Linked DNA regions of Lactuca sativa: region 2 is linked to region 1. The links are chromatin contacts, called in public Hi-C maps. All regions are on one chromosome and are shown on one strand. The core of a region is the stretch at or near the end of the contact, and the rest is flanking DNA. Distances in the headings are between cores, read along the strand shown.

Region 1 (7,492 bases), core at 3,249-5,748:
GCATCTACATAACCCAACCAAAAGGTTTTTAGACGATTAATAAGGAAAACATGGTATGGAAACTGAAGAAAAAAATGTTTGGATTAAAACAATCATCAAGAAGATGGTTTTTGAAATTTGACAATTTCATGTAGAGGAATGGGTACTCTAGATATGAGATGAATCATTGGTGTTACCCATAGATGTTGATAACAAATAGCAAACAACATTGACGAACCACATATATGTTATGTAGCAATAATGATGAGATAACACCCACTATTTCAGATTTAGCGATAGACTATTAGAAAATTAATATATATCCCTTAACCTGAAGTCTTAAACTATTATAGCACTTATAATTTACGTCTAACCCTAACCCTCTAATTATACCAGATTAAAAAAGTAAAAGAATAATCGCCATGATCTCACTAAGTAGCCTCCAGACACTAAATTGCACCATGTCAACACAACGCTATGCTAAACGCTATAGCGGATGTTATGAACGTTATTAACAACTATGTTGCTACATGAAGAAGTTTGATTCCTCATTTATTATCTTGTTGTTATATGTTGATAAAATATTGTTGGTTGGATCAAATATAACGGATATCAACATGTTCAAGAGGTAACTGTCTTTGAATTTTGAGATGAAGGAGCATTATGAAGCAATTAAATACATATTACACTACTTCAAACACACTACTAAGGTTGCTTTCTATTTAAGAAAAAAAAAAGGTAATCTTAAAAGGATTCACAGATACAGACTTGTGTAGATATTCTGAATTGGGGAAGATCACTACATGTTATGTGTTCACTATTAAGGGTACAACGGTTAGTTTGATGTCCAAACTTTGAGTGTATGTCAACCACAAAAGCATAATATATTGACATTGCAAAAGCTAGGGAAAATATTTTTTAATTAAAAAGCTTTCTATCAGAGTTGGACATGAAATATGAAGACTTTATTCTCCATTGCGACAATAACTTAGTTATCAATAGCAAACCGTAGTGATCGCTATCGCGAATAGGTATATTACCGCTATATACTAAATAACGACAGAAAGCAGGGGTTTTAGTGACAGTAGGTATTTTATTATTTTATTATTTTTTTGTAAAATAGGATTAAAAGAATTAGGGTTGACGCTAAGTGAAATCATTTCTCATTTGCCTCCCGTCTCTACGCTCGGGACCTTCTTTACCTCTGAATCCTTTACGAACCCTTTATGTCTACCTCCGATAAACCCCACCGACATCCACAACATTCTCTCTGATGACCTCTTTGGTGTCGACCTCAGGTCCAATTGGAAGTTTTTGCTCTTTTTTTTTTCTTTTTGTTGTTTTCACTTGGTTTTGTTGTCTTTCACTTTGGTTTGATGATTACACTTAGTATTACAATTCTAATTCATGTTTTGATCACTTCTACTTTGTTAGAAATGGCTATTAAAAGAGAAAACGATCTTGGTTGGGTTTATGGGACACAGATTGAAGGAAATAAGTGCAATGTAATTTTTGTTCTTTTGTATCAAGAGAGAGGATTACAAGGCACAATCACCACCTTGTATTATTTTCTCACATTGTCTAGACATAGTTTTATTTGTAATATGTGACTCTCTATGTATGAGTCCCATTGTAATTGTAATCCTTATATAGATATCAATAATAAACCATTCTAGTTCGTCTTTAGGTGTGACATGATTATCAAAATCGTGAAACACATAAAATTTTTTTGTCTTCACTGTTTCCTCTTTGTACTTTTAATTATGATTTTGTCATGAGAAAACAAATAGTCACTTTTATTTTGGTTATTTTAGTGATTAGCCCATAATTATGTTATCACAATTGGCTGGGACAATGTTATTCACTAGTAATAAAGTTTGAGATATATTTAACTTCTTCATTTTCATTTTTTCTTCCATTTTTCCAAAACGTCATGTTTTTTTTGTTTTTTTTCTGTCTAATTAAAAGCTAAAATTGAGATTTATAAAAGAACAAAATTTACGCGCTATCCATTTTTCTTTCAAATCCTAAATAAAAAATTATTTTTTGTTTGAAAATAATAGGAAAAGAATATTATCCCACAAAATCCTAGGATTACAACTTCCAATGAAATACGATTCAGCGGACTGATAAAAAAGAAAACCCCATTTGGGGAACACTTTTTCCATGCATAAACCTTTTGTATCTTGCAAAGAAAGAAGTAACAATAATATTATTAAAAAAAAAAAGGTACAAGTCCAGTATGCATTTGTCTACATCCAAAGCTCATTTTAGCCAACAAAAGTACAAGTCCTAGAAGCTGCCTGCATACATGAATTTAATTTAAAAAGTACAATTTTTTTTACTTAGGATCAGTATTAGTTTTTTACTATGTTGGGTGGTATTAATTTAATTTAAAAAGTACAATTTTTTACACTAATGAAACAACAAGTCTTAATTTTTCAAAACGAAACTGAGATTTGATTATTATTAAATCAATTTATTTCAATATCTTGTCATTGAATTGTCATCCACGTCATTCTTAATTCAACCAGGTAAACATGTTATTACTATAATTTATTAATTTACCTGATTTATACAAAAAAAGGTTTTCTAAGACAATTATATACAATAAATCTGAAACTTGGTTATCACTTATATATGTGATCTTGATTGGTTGATAACAATAGAATGTCGCTTTTTGAGTAAGGTTACTTAATTGTCACATTATAATTATTTGTTCACTGACTAACAATTATACTTTTAATTATTAATTATGAATCTAAAATATTTTAGATGGTTTATAGTCAATATGTATCGAATTAAGATTCTAAAAGCATGAGTGTTTGATTTTATTTGTAGTGTAAAAGGATATGAAAGACATTGTAATTAATAAGGAGAAAAATCAATGTACCTAATTAAGATAAACAGTATTTATGATATTCACGAGTGGCTAAAACAATTTTTTTTTGTTTATAATCTAAAACATAAGATGTACAATTCAGTAACAATTTACATATATATTTATTTGCACATAATACACATAATAACGACATATTAATAATTTCTTAACATATTAATATTTCTTTATCGATAATAGCAATATTTATTTATAATAAAACATGTAATATTTTCTAAGTTGCTGGCTATATATTGTACTATATATAGATAAATCGTAAATATAAGTACTTTGTTATTAAGTACATTACTATTGGCTGTAATTTCCTATATTGTTTAATAATTAAAACTCATTTTAGCTATATAAATTTTATCTTAATTAAAAAATCGTACATAAAATTTCCATCATAGCAGAAAATAACTTTTCTTTGAGAAACCAAAAAATAGTACAGAATACAGATCTAATTAATTAATGATTTGTTTATAAAATATAAACCCAAAAAACAATAGTGTACTTGGCACGTTTATACATAACTATTCACTATTACATTTAGCTTTTAACATCCTAATCAACCATAGATTTCAGGAAAATGAACAGTTTGAAAAAGATAATGTATCAATTAATTAAGCTATGATCTTCTGTTAATCTATAGAAATTATTCATTCTTACATATGATTCTTTTACCATTATAAGGAACAGAAACATAATTATGATGTTTTGAAAGCTCAATAGTTACATAAAAAAAAAAGATATAATTAACTGTTTTATTAAAAAAACTATTATATTTACCAGAAAAAACTTGTTCGTTTGATTTAGGATATGCGTGGATGAATGCTGATCTCGTTCTCATAAATGTAACCAGTGATTTCTATTTCAGCTAACATTCGAATCGAGGGTTCAGAGCTGATAGTAATGATTTATAACTTGATGATAAGTTTTTTGAACAAATCGAAGCATGCAGTAACAAAGAAAACGTGAAATTTCAAAACCAGACGCCATTGACGTACGGAATACGGGAAAAGATTACGCCATGAAACTGTATGGAGATCGACTAGAGTGAGGGAGATTGAAGTAGAAGAAGATGAATGATACCTGGAGTGAGTAGAGTACTCAAACAATTTCCCTCTGGAAGAGAAAACGATGAGAGCAACATGAGCATCACAGAGAACAGAGATCTCATGCGCTTTCTTCAGTAATCCTGTTCTTCGCTTCGAGAACGTGACTTGTCTGCTTATTTTGTTCTCGATCCGCTTCAATTGCACTCTCCCTCTCCCCATTTTTGATTTCCCTTCTTTCTTCTTCTACTTACTGTTGTTCGTTGAGAAAAAGCAAAGAGTTGAATTCAAATCCCTTGATTGTGTCATCAAACGAACCAAAAAAGGAAAGGATCCATGAAATTGAGCAGCAGAACGAAAGAGGAATGGTGTTTGGATAGCAGTTGTTTATTCTATTTTGGTGGTGTATGTTTATAAGAGAAAAAGGAAGGTGGTTTGATCGAAAACCATGGTGGTTTCAGAGGAAATGTTTGTCGAATTCTGATTGGCTCGTAGTACTCATGTGTCGTTTTCAATTGCTTCTTTTAGGTCTATATGAGGAATTTTTCTCAAATTAATATGTTAATTATAAGGGCGCATAATCTAGGAAAAATCTTTAAAAAAAAAAAAACCACTACATTTTTAATAATTTATCACAACAGCATGTTTAGCTTTTCTTTTAAAAAGACATTCATATTTATTAATTTTATAAAAAAAAACATTTATGTATAAAAGACTTATAAAACAACAAAGTTTTAAAAATATATATTTTATTTTCATAATATAATGAAAATTTTAAAAATATAATTAAAAATTTGTTAACCACTAAAGATGAGAGATATCTACTAGAAAAATGAGTTTCCTACGAAAATATCCTAGGTAATTTCCTGGAAATATATTTACTTGAAATTTTTTTAAGAAAAAATAGCTTTGGAAATGCTTCAACTTCAGACAAAAAATATGTCATCTGTAATTCTTTGGAATTTTCTTCGGAAATCCCTCGTAAAAAGTTTCGTAAGAGAGTTTTAGGAGCCCATAACTTTTCATCGGCATTTCTTTAGAAATATCAATTTTCTAGGAATTTCTAAGGAAATTGTCATTTGGAAAAGACATTTTCTTTTAGTAGCGTAGAACGCTAATGAGTTTTACTAAAATAAAATTGATTTTTTTTTTTATTTTTGACATTGGAAATACCAAACAACCGCTTTTCTGTTTCGTTTATTTTTTTTATGTTGGTTTGTTTTTCTTTTAGTAGCGTGAGAACGCTAATGAGTTTTACAAAAATAAAATTGATTTTTTTTTATTTTTGACATGGGAAATACCAAACAACCGCTTTTCTGTTTCGTTTATTTTTTTTATGTTGGTTTGTTTTTCTATTGGTTTTATTTTAAGGTTGTAAAAATCGTTCGACAGTAGCTCAACGGTCGACTGAGTTAAATGATTAATCGGTCTAGATAGAGATTAATCGAGGACCATATATTATTATTAAAATATTAAAATTAATCAAAGATTAATATATCTTAAGAAAACAAGTATTTACTTTAAAATTAAAAATTAAGAAAATTTAAGAACTAAAATTTAAAAAATACGAAAATATAAACATTTTGACATAATATTTGAAATTTTGGAGAAAAAAAATGTATTTTTTTAATTTTTTTTTGAATTTTATTGACATTTTTTTTACTTTTGTTGACCGAATAATACCACCAAACCTGATTAATCCCTAATTTCCATCAAAAACTCATAATCCCAATCTGTTGGAGAACGTCAAGTGATTAATCCACGATTAATTCCGATTTCTGCAACCTTATTTTATATATAAGAAACCAAATTAAATATAGAAAATCGGTTATCCTGAAATCAAAAAACCAAACAATTAATTTTTTATTTTATTTTTTTTTTGTTTTCGTTTTTGCTATGGTTTTGATTTTTATGAACTGCCTTATTAATCACCAACTTCACATTTTGTTCGATCATAATAAATACGGCATACCATATGAAACAGAATCATCATAGTTTAAAAGTATAGAAAATGTCTTCGAGTAGATATTTTATGTATATATACCAAAGGGTTTCTAGCCCAACGGTATCAGGTGGTGCCCTCTCTCTTTGAGGTCGGGAGTTCAAGTCTCGTCGTGGATATAGGTGGAATTAGGTGTTAGTTTAAGAGTAGATTAAATATATATGTATTTGTCGGTTCAAAAAAAAAGTTCGATATATATATATATATATATATATATATATATATATATATATATATATATATATATATATATATATGTATATATATATATATATATGTGTGTGTGTGTGTGTGCGCGTGTGTGTGCGATACGTCATATTTATGTGTAAGATAAAAATGAATAATTGAGGATTTCGGCAGCGCTTCGCTTCGTACTTTAAAAAGACCTAGACACATAAAGAGTTAAGCCTTAGTCTAGTTTTGTAATATTGGTGACTATAATGATAATAATCTAGATTCCTCATTAATCCCAATATCTACATCAAGATCTATCAAGTAAGGATCAACCATGTAGGACAGTTGGGAGGCAGAACCATTTCGGTTTATAGTCTTTCTAAAATATAACACCTAAGCCAACGTGACCATTCTAGACACCGCTCTTGTAAGTAGATCAATCAGTATAATGACTTGAAATTATTGATAAATCTTATTTATAGGTTCATAATAACGACTTATGATTATAAATACAAGTTACACTGAAAGAAATAGACTGTAGCTTAACTTACAAGGATTTCTAGCGAATGGTCGGGAATTATACTGGCAGAATTTCAACGCGAGAGCTTCTATTTGTCGGGCTCTTTGATGCCTAAAGCCTTGCTAAACACCCCTAAGGACTAGAAGGACTTGGACTTAAGAAGAAAGAAATCTTGGAGCAAATGGATTTGCAAGATGTAAGCAAATGAGGGATTTTCACAACTTATTTATAAGCTGCCAAGAAGGTTTATGCCCAACGTAATTTTAGGTTACACTCAGCGTGATGGGTACACCCAACATAATTTAGGGCTACGCCTAATGTAGTGGCGCGGGCAACAAGCAAATACGTATGTATATTTTAAATCTTAAAAAATTCATAACTTTTGCATACGAGCTCTGTTCTGACATTCTTTTTTATCCATGCTTAGCTATCGACGAGATCTACAACTATCGTTTAGACTCCGTTGGCTAATTTAGAATTCATTTTTAAAGTTATATTTTTAACTAGCTTAGACTGTTAAAGCCTGTTAAAAATTCGTAAATCTCTCGTCTGATGTCTGTTGTCGACTGTATTTATATTGTTGAACTCCTATTAACGAGGTCTTGAATTCTCGTTTAGATCGTTTCAACTAAAATTCAACCGATCTAAAATTCGGTTTGTGAGTTGTATACTACTATGCTAAATCTTAGAAAAATCATAACTTCCTCTTACAAAATCAAATTTGAACGTTCTATATATATATATATATACGCTCTTGGTTTAATAACTACTACGACTTCCGTTAAAACCTCATAGGCTAAAAAGTAATTTATCAAAAATTCACTTTTTACGATACACAGTGTTATACCGGTTTAATCGTGAAACTTCGAAGAAGCATAACTTCT
Region 2 (7,622 bases), core at 1,503-4,002, 170 kb before region 1:
ATAAAAAGTAGGTATATTTGTATTTGTTGGTAGAAAAATATATAAAATCCATATACCATTGCATATACCGATCTTGCAACGTGTATTTATAAAAACATAGTTTTTCAGGATAAAAATGAAAAAAAAAAGTTAAAGGGCTTCAAATGGCAAGTAAAAAAAAAGTATCTATTGTAATATCATATGTATTATACGGATAAAAAAACGAAAAAAAAAAAAAGTTGCAAATGACAAGTTAATTGGGTCGTAAGGGTAAAAAGGTGGAAAAAACATGTTTCTAAGTGGGTGACTTATGAATTAGAACGTAAAACTGTAAGGACAATTTATTTAAGTTAATATCAAAACAATTCAAAGATTAAATTCTACGGCATCTAATTTTTGTACATGGTGCATTTTAGGCAGCACTTTTAGCTATAGCGTTCTTATCTTACAAACTAATGTTTACTTATTGTATATATTTATAATGTTTGTAGGGCTAGTAAAGTGGCTAAATTTATGATTGTTCACTGGTGCAGATACTTTGAAGCTCAATTGGAATAAATGATTCATGAAATTAGTATCGTGGCTCTCAATCAACACATATTAGTGATAACAAATCAGTCCCTAACATCACTAATAGTTACATTAGGTATAGTGATATATTGCGACTTGTGAGGCACAAACCATGAAGCCTGGTTTAACGTTCTCTGACCAAAAAATGTCAAATATGGTCCATTTGTTTGGCATATTTTGTGCAGGGGAAAATGGAAGCCTATGGTGCAATTGTTAAATCATGAGATTATTACTTTATTTGATTTTTTTACATTATATCATCTTAGAAATCCATCAATAATTCATATATGTTGAAATTTTTTGTTGGTAACAGTAGATTCTTACAAGCATTTGCATAAGAATCACGTGATCATATGCTAAAATCTATCAAGTAGTCACATGATTCCTTGTGCTTTGTTTTCAGCTGAAGATGTTCCTTACCATGCTATGCCAAAATACTATACTTTTGATGAAGGTGCATATGGGCTAAAGATGACATGAAATGTTGTAAAGAAAGTAAAAAAGTTTCGATGTTGTAATAGAATGAAAAAAAAGGGTTCAGTTTTGTATATTGTTATTTTTCTGTGTTTATAAAGAATAAAAGTATTAAAAGTTCGATGTAATAGATTTCCAATCACACTTCTCATATAAATTTTTTGTTATGCCAAACTTTAGAATTGACTCTTAGCACAAGAGAGACAATATAATGATAATATGGTTATTTTTTATCATAAACAATATGATTTCAATTAGACGTGGATTCAGTAGAAATTTTAAATCAGTCAACAACTATAAAATAAAACGACCTTATTTATAAGTACGAACACAAAGGAAATATTATTTACATATCAAATAATCCAGCATTTCCATAAAAAGGATAAAACTTCTATTAGAAACTCATAGAATGCTATCTATTAAACAATACTCAGAACGCATAATTGGATCTCAAAAATTTTAAACTATTTATAGGAATCCCAACCATTTTACCATGTACGATTTATTCATGCTACAATTACAATACCCATAATTGTAATACGCGCGTATGTATGGAAAGGTTACTTCAAAAGGTTATGCAGTAATAATATTAAATATATACGAGTTTAATCAAGGGGAGGTTTTCGCCGGTGGGACTCCTGGTACCGGAGGTACTGGAGGTAGCGGAGGTAGCGGAGGTAGTGGAGGCAGAGGAATTGGGAACGCCGGCGGTGGTGGCGGCGGCGGTGATGGAATCAAACCTGGTACAGGTGGAAAGGGCAATGGTGGAAACATCGATGATGGTGGTGATGGAACGAGGGGAGGAAACAATGATGGTGGTGTTGATGGAACGAGGGGAGGGAACAGTGACGGTGGTGGTGTTGGAATGACGGGAGGAATCAATGACGGCGGCGATGGCACAAACGGCAGCGGTGGGAACAGTGGCGGTGGAAACGGGAAACCAAAACTTTTTTGATCGGCCAATCTATCGGATTCCGATGATTTTTGGCGGGTAACAGGTGGAAGTGGAATACCAGGGAGCTGTGGTAGCGGGGGAATTAGAGGTGGCATGGGTACATCCGGCACCGGAAGAGGAGGTAAAATACCTCCACCGATCGGCGGCAAGAACGGCGCAGGAATATCAGGAAGCGCCGGTGGAAAACCTTTTCCGATAGTATCTTTCTGGTTACACAATTCGGGCTTAAAAGTGAAAAACCCAGCTGAGAAAACATGAGTCCCCGCCTTCTTCGACTTAAAACGAATCTCCGACGATGTGGCGGTGGCAGCCACCGCACAGTACGGCTGGCCGCTGCTAATCAATCTCACTGAACACCCTTTGATTTTCTCCACACTTCTACCAACTGAAACCGGCAGTTTAGCTTCAAACTCACCCTTCTCGTTCGTCTTCACTTCTACCCGGAAACTCTGCTTCCCACCATCGCCGCCGCATTCCACCGCCACCTTCGCACCTAAACAAACAATACAACACCCATTAACAAAAAAAACCCCCTAGATAAACCAATATACGTACATATCACAAGATGAACGACAAGAACCTGAAATGAAATGGGTGGATTTGGATACTTTTTGACGGAAGCAAGTGTCACAATAGACAGTTCCGACGACAATGGCTGGAGAGTGCAGCTGTTTCCGGTGTCTGGCATCCGCGACGCCATTAATGGAGAAACAAAGGAGCACCACCATGAATGAAACCCATGAAGACATTCTGGAAATTGTGTAAGTTCTACTGGTGAAGAAGCAGTTGTTTTTATAGGGGAATTATTCACGAGGGTTTGGATTCATTATGTCAATCATGCAAAAACCAGTATAACTCCAAACCAAACTAGCAGTGAATGAGCTATTCAGCTATTGTAAAAAAAACATCGTAACCGCAAAAGAAACAGTTTTGACATAAATTAATATTGGAACTCACGATCTTTAAATTTGTTCCGAAATTTAGACTTTTTTATTTAATGATAACAAATTTTGATTATTTTCGGTTTATTTCTATTTAATATTTTTTTTATTGATAATAATATTTTTCTATCCTATCAATCCTTCTACCCATTTAAATGATGATATGTGTTATATTAATATCCTAAAATATCATTAAATCTCATTAAATGAGCATTAATTATTACACATGTCACCATTTTATGGTGTAGGAGGATATATAGGAACAAAAAGTAGGAGAATATTTAATTTCTCATTTTTTTTTTAATTTCTGCTTAATTATAATTTTTGTATTATAATTTACCCAAATAATAAGATATTATAATTTATCTTTATTTGATACTAAGTTACTAACTTCCAGATTCTACTACTGTTCTTTTGAATTATTGGATTTAATTTAAGTTTTTCAGTCTCTTGAGTTGACATTTATGTCTTGAAACATTTAGTGATATTTTTTTGGTAAAAACATATTCGTCGACAAAAGATCAAACTGAATGAAATTTAGACGACATAGTATTAACTGTCATTTAACATTTTTTTTTATATTACAACAAACAAAATAAAACATAATAACCAAATTTCCTAAGTTTTTTTTCTACAAAATAAGCAAAAATCAGATAAAATTAACTATAATGGCCACAATTTCGCAGACACCATCTATTAAAATCTAGGTTCCTCCATTTTTTTTTGAGATTTTTTCAGTTCACTATTGTGATTGATCGAGATGGCCCGGTGATTGTTATGAAGTCTATATTCGAAATTTATAAAACAAATCTTCATATTTTTTCATCGAATAACCTAGTTTGGAGTTACAAAAATTTGACTTTCCTTACATCCAAATTAGGAGTGTAATATGTTTATGAATATCCTTTGTTACAAAGAACACAATAAAAAAAAATCAATCCAAAGGAAGTTTGTATGCAAAATTTATGAATGATCAAAAGTTAACTTTGTTTGCTTGTTTGTTTTTTTAATATTTTTTTCACCAAATAGTCTACTTTGAAGTTAATAAAATATGATTTTGCAACATCCAAATTTAAAATGTAATATGTCCATAGAAAGTTGTTAGAAAGAGCATAATAAAAAACATTTTAGCTCAAAAAATTTCTATAAAATATGAAAAAGTTATGAATATTTGAAACTGGAAAATAAAAATGATTTCATACGTGAATTTTTTTTCATTTTTTTGCCATTTTGTAGAAAAACCTTGAAATTTTGGCTATTATGATTATTTTCTCAATAAAATAAGGTCTTTAAAGCACTTGCATATTTTTCAAGTGGTTTTCAAACTATTTGACTTATTCTTTCGTTAATCAATCTTTTAATCTTATCTATTTGATCATTAACAACCTTTTTATTTTTGGAGTTTCACTATTTTCGTAGCATGGGTTGAACTTTTAATCTTATCTATTTAATCATTAACAACCTTTTAATTTTTGGAGTTTCACTATTTTGGTAGCATGGGTTGAAGCTAGCCACTTTAATAATCATATTATTTTGTTGGTATATTGGTTGGAAATGTGAGTAGCTCCAAAGTAGGCAAATGCGACCCAAATCATTCACGGGAGTGTTACGTTGGCCACAGATTCCATGAGGGTTGTCAGGCTAAGGATTGTATCATGGCTATCATTTGAACATTCTTGGATAAAATAAATCATTCATCATACTTCTATCTCGACACGTGTCAATTACAAGACTTAATACGTGAAGTACAAATGTTAATGCTTGATACTAATTACTAAATTTTGTAGCATGAAGGACAAAGGGATTAATTTGAAACGGGGATATGGTGAAGAGTTCACTGTTCACATGCATCGCTTTTACGTAAATGGTTGTGTTCGTTGTAGCATGTCGGTCTTGCTACTTATGTATGTACTTAATGCAGCAGGTATAGTACATGAGAAAACTGATAGAAATTTTTTCATGATAGTTCGTTAACTCACTTGATTTATTTTTTATAGGCATGGGTTTAATCCACACGATTGAACTAGTTGGGAATTCTTTTAGGAATGTGGAACTTATAAAGTATTAAAATTTTAGTAACTACTATCACATCCTTTTTTGAGATCGGACTAATTAAAAAGATTTAAGGAGGACAAAGATGTGGTTTTTGGAAAGAAAAAAAACATATGCCACCATGTGGTTGGTTGATGACAACGACGTGGAATGAGACTAAAGTGACACGTGTCCTGATGGACACCACGACATAACGACTGATGCAGGTCAAGCCTACAATTTTTAGGGTTTCCTTCATATTTAATGACCTTAACTTTAGGGTTAGGTCATTCTCTTCAGCATCCACCTTTCTATCTCGAAAACCCTAGCCTCATTTGAGCGTTCTTGATGTGTTCTTGGAGTTCTTGACGTTTGAAGCCTTGGATTGCACCTTGAGAAGAAGAAAAATGTGTGATTGCTAATTGGAAGAGTGTATCTACTTTAGATATTGCATCTCGTGCATCTTATGGAACTTGGGAAGGTATAAAGCCTCCGCGTTTATCATTCTATTCTCTTATTTCATGCCTTGAAGTACTTTAAAGGAATGTTCTTGGAGTTTTAGGAAACTCTAGAACCTTAGGCTTGTTTGGTGACCATCTTTTGGCCTTATATGATGGAAAAAGTGTTAACTCATGGTCCCCTTTGTTCAATGCACATGTTTTGGTCATATTAAGGACTTATTGACTTAGGGTTTAAGATCTTGACTTGTGGTAAGGTCCTAATGGATAAAGTTGGAAACTTTATCTATTAAATTACTAAGAAGAATCATATCTGGAAGTTTGAGCCTTGATCTGTAAGGATTAAACTCTTAATGAGAATGACTTTTAGCAATAACCACTACGTGGACAAGAGGTCACCAGGTCATGGTGGGGTTCAGCCTCGCGACTCTGCACAACTAAGAGGTGGCTGTTAACCTTGGTTGACCGTTGAATTTTGTTGACCATTGAACATTGACTTTTTACCAGTTTGACCTTAAGTTAAACTTGAAGGAATTGAGTTCTTAATTGAGGATTGATCTTTATTTGGTTTTAGTCGGTTTGTGGGATTGGTCAGTGCAAGGAATGAGAGTGTTGTTGTGCTTCTCCGATTCTTCGGTTCAGGTGAGTTTCTCACTATGCCACGTATCCCACTGTATATCCTTTGCATGGTAGAACAGAGGTATTGTTAGAGTACGATATCTAGTTTACTAGGATAACTCCTTGTTATGCATGTGTAGTTTAGGACACTTGGTGTCATGGTATGCTAGACCGGTAGGGTCTTGCCTGTTGTTTGTATGATACTATTAGGAGTTATGTTTGGTTAGGGTAACTGGGAAAGGCCAGTTACCAAGATTTGTATAATTGACTAGCGAAGGACTTATTAAAGAATTGGTTAATTGCAGGGTAATTAGAGAGGACTAATTACCAAGGGTATGTAATATGCTAATATATGTTATGTGTTTATGTTACATGTGTAACATCCCAAAACCATAGTAAAATTTTTCATTTTTGGAATAGAATAAACACCCATTTTATAAAGTTACATTAACAGTCAAACCATTTGTTCATAAATCATAATTCAAAATTAGAGTTATAAGGAAAACATTACGGAATCTCGAAACATAAAATCATTGATGTGCGTGTGTACAGTCCCGCCTTCAAAATCTGAAAAGTATCTGAAAAACATTTGAATCCACAACTATAAGCCAAAGCTTAGTGAGTTCCCCCAAAATACCTCATACAACAATACACATACAATGCATGCACACATGAGCCTACAGTTTGCCTGGACTGCCTCGTAAGGCTAACAGGATGCCTGGACTGTTCTACCGAGCCTATAGTCTACTGGCACACCTAGCAAGGCCTACAATAGCTAGATTGATCCCTTGGGCCTACAGTCTGACTGGACCACCTCGCAAGGCCTACAATACACTGGACTGCCCGAGTGTCTTGACCTACAACACAAAGTAGGACCGCCTCAACCCCACTAACCACAATATATAGACATATGCACATAAACAAATAAATAGATAATAGTGAGCAATACAAGTAATCATAACAGATATATCAATCAAACAGATCACTAAAACATACCAACACTCTACACACAAGGAAACATATTGTAGTAAAAAGTATAGTGAGAAAACTCACCTGAGCTATCTAGCAGAAGCTTAACAACAAACCTCGACAATCAGAACAACTAACACAAGCTACCTAATGTGAAACCGAGACTAGATCTTAGATAAACACTCAATTCTACCAAGGTTTGACCAAAAGTCAAATTGTTCAAAAAGTAAATGATCAACGGTGAAAGTCAACACCCCAAAAGACAACTTTGTTGGCCACTATGTCGTGACCCATCATTTGCCACGACGTGGCAATCTCCGGACAAAACGGTTACGAGAACTTCATATGTCACGAAGTGGTGAACATATAGCCACGTCGTATAAATTGATCTTGGAAAACTTAATAGATTAATCCCTTAATCCATTAAGCTACACAATCATCTTTGAAAGATCTTGTATGCTCAAGAATCATATTAAAATGATATTGCTAATTAACATATGATACTAATGGGTCACACTAATAATAACTTGATATAATTTATTATTTATTAGAAACTGATTTTAATAAATATTCAATAAAATCTTATAATTAATTGAAAATTATTTAATTCTTGGAAATAATAATTTT

What was found. A called contact is a pair of places that touch in the nucleus more often than the background predicts.
Region 2: a contact with region 1 is called in a Hi-C map of leaf, with 3 times the contacts expected there. The contact joins the promoter of LOC111885663 here to the promoter of LOC111885670 in region 1. A contact is called at or near these places in 2 of 4 Hi-C or Micro-C datasets (leaf and seed).

What each region holds. Positions count from the first base shown.
Region 1 is chr4:383,063,219-383,070,710 of Lsat_Salinas_v11, reverse strand. It overlaps LOC111885670 (truncated transcription factor CAULIFLOWER A), which reads right to left and starts at 4,498. Exons shown (of 8, transcript XM_023881924.3): 1 at 3,950-4,498. The coding sequence starts at 4,134.
Region 2 is chr4:383,234,538-383,242,159 of Lsat_Salinas_v11, reverse strand. It overlaps LOC111885663 (extensin), which reads right to left and starts at 2,752. Exons shown (of 2, transcript XM_023881911.3): 1 at 2,559-2,752; 2 at 1,321-2,471. The coding sequence starts at 2,727. The coding sequence ends at 1,633.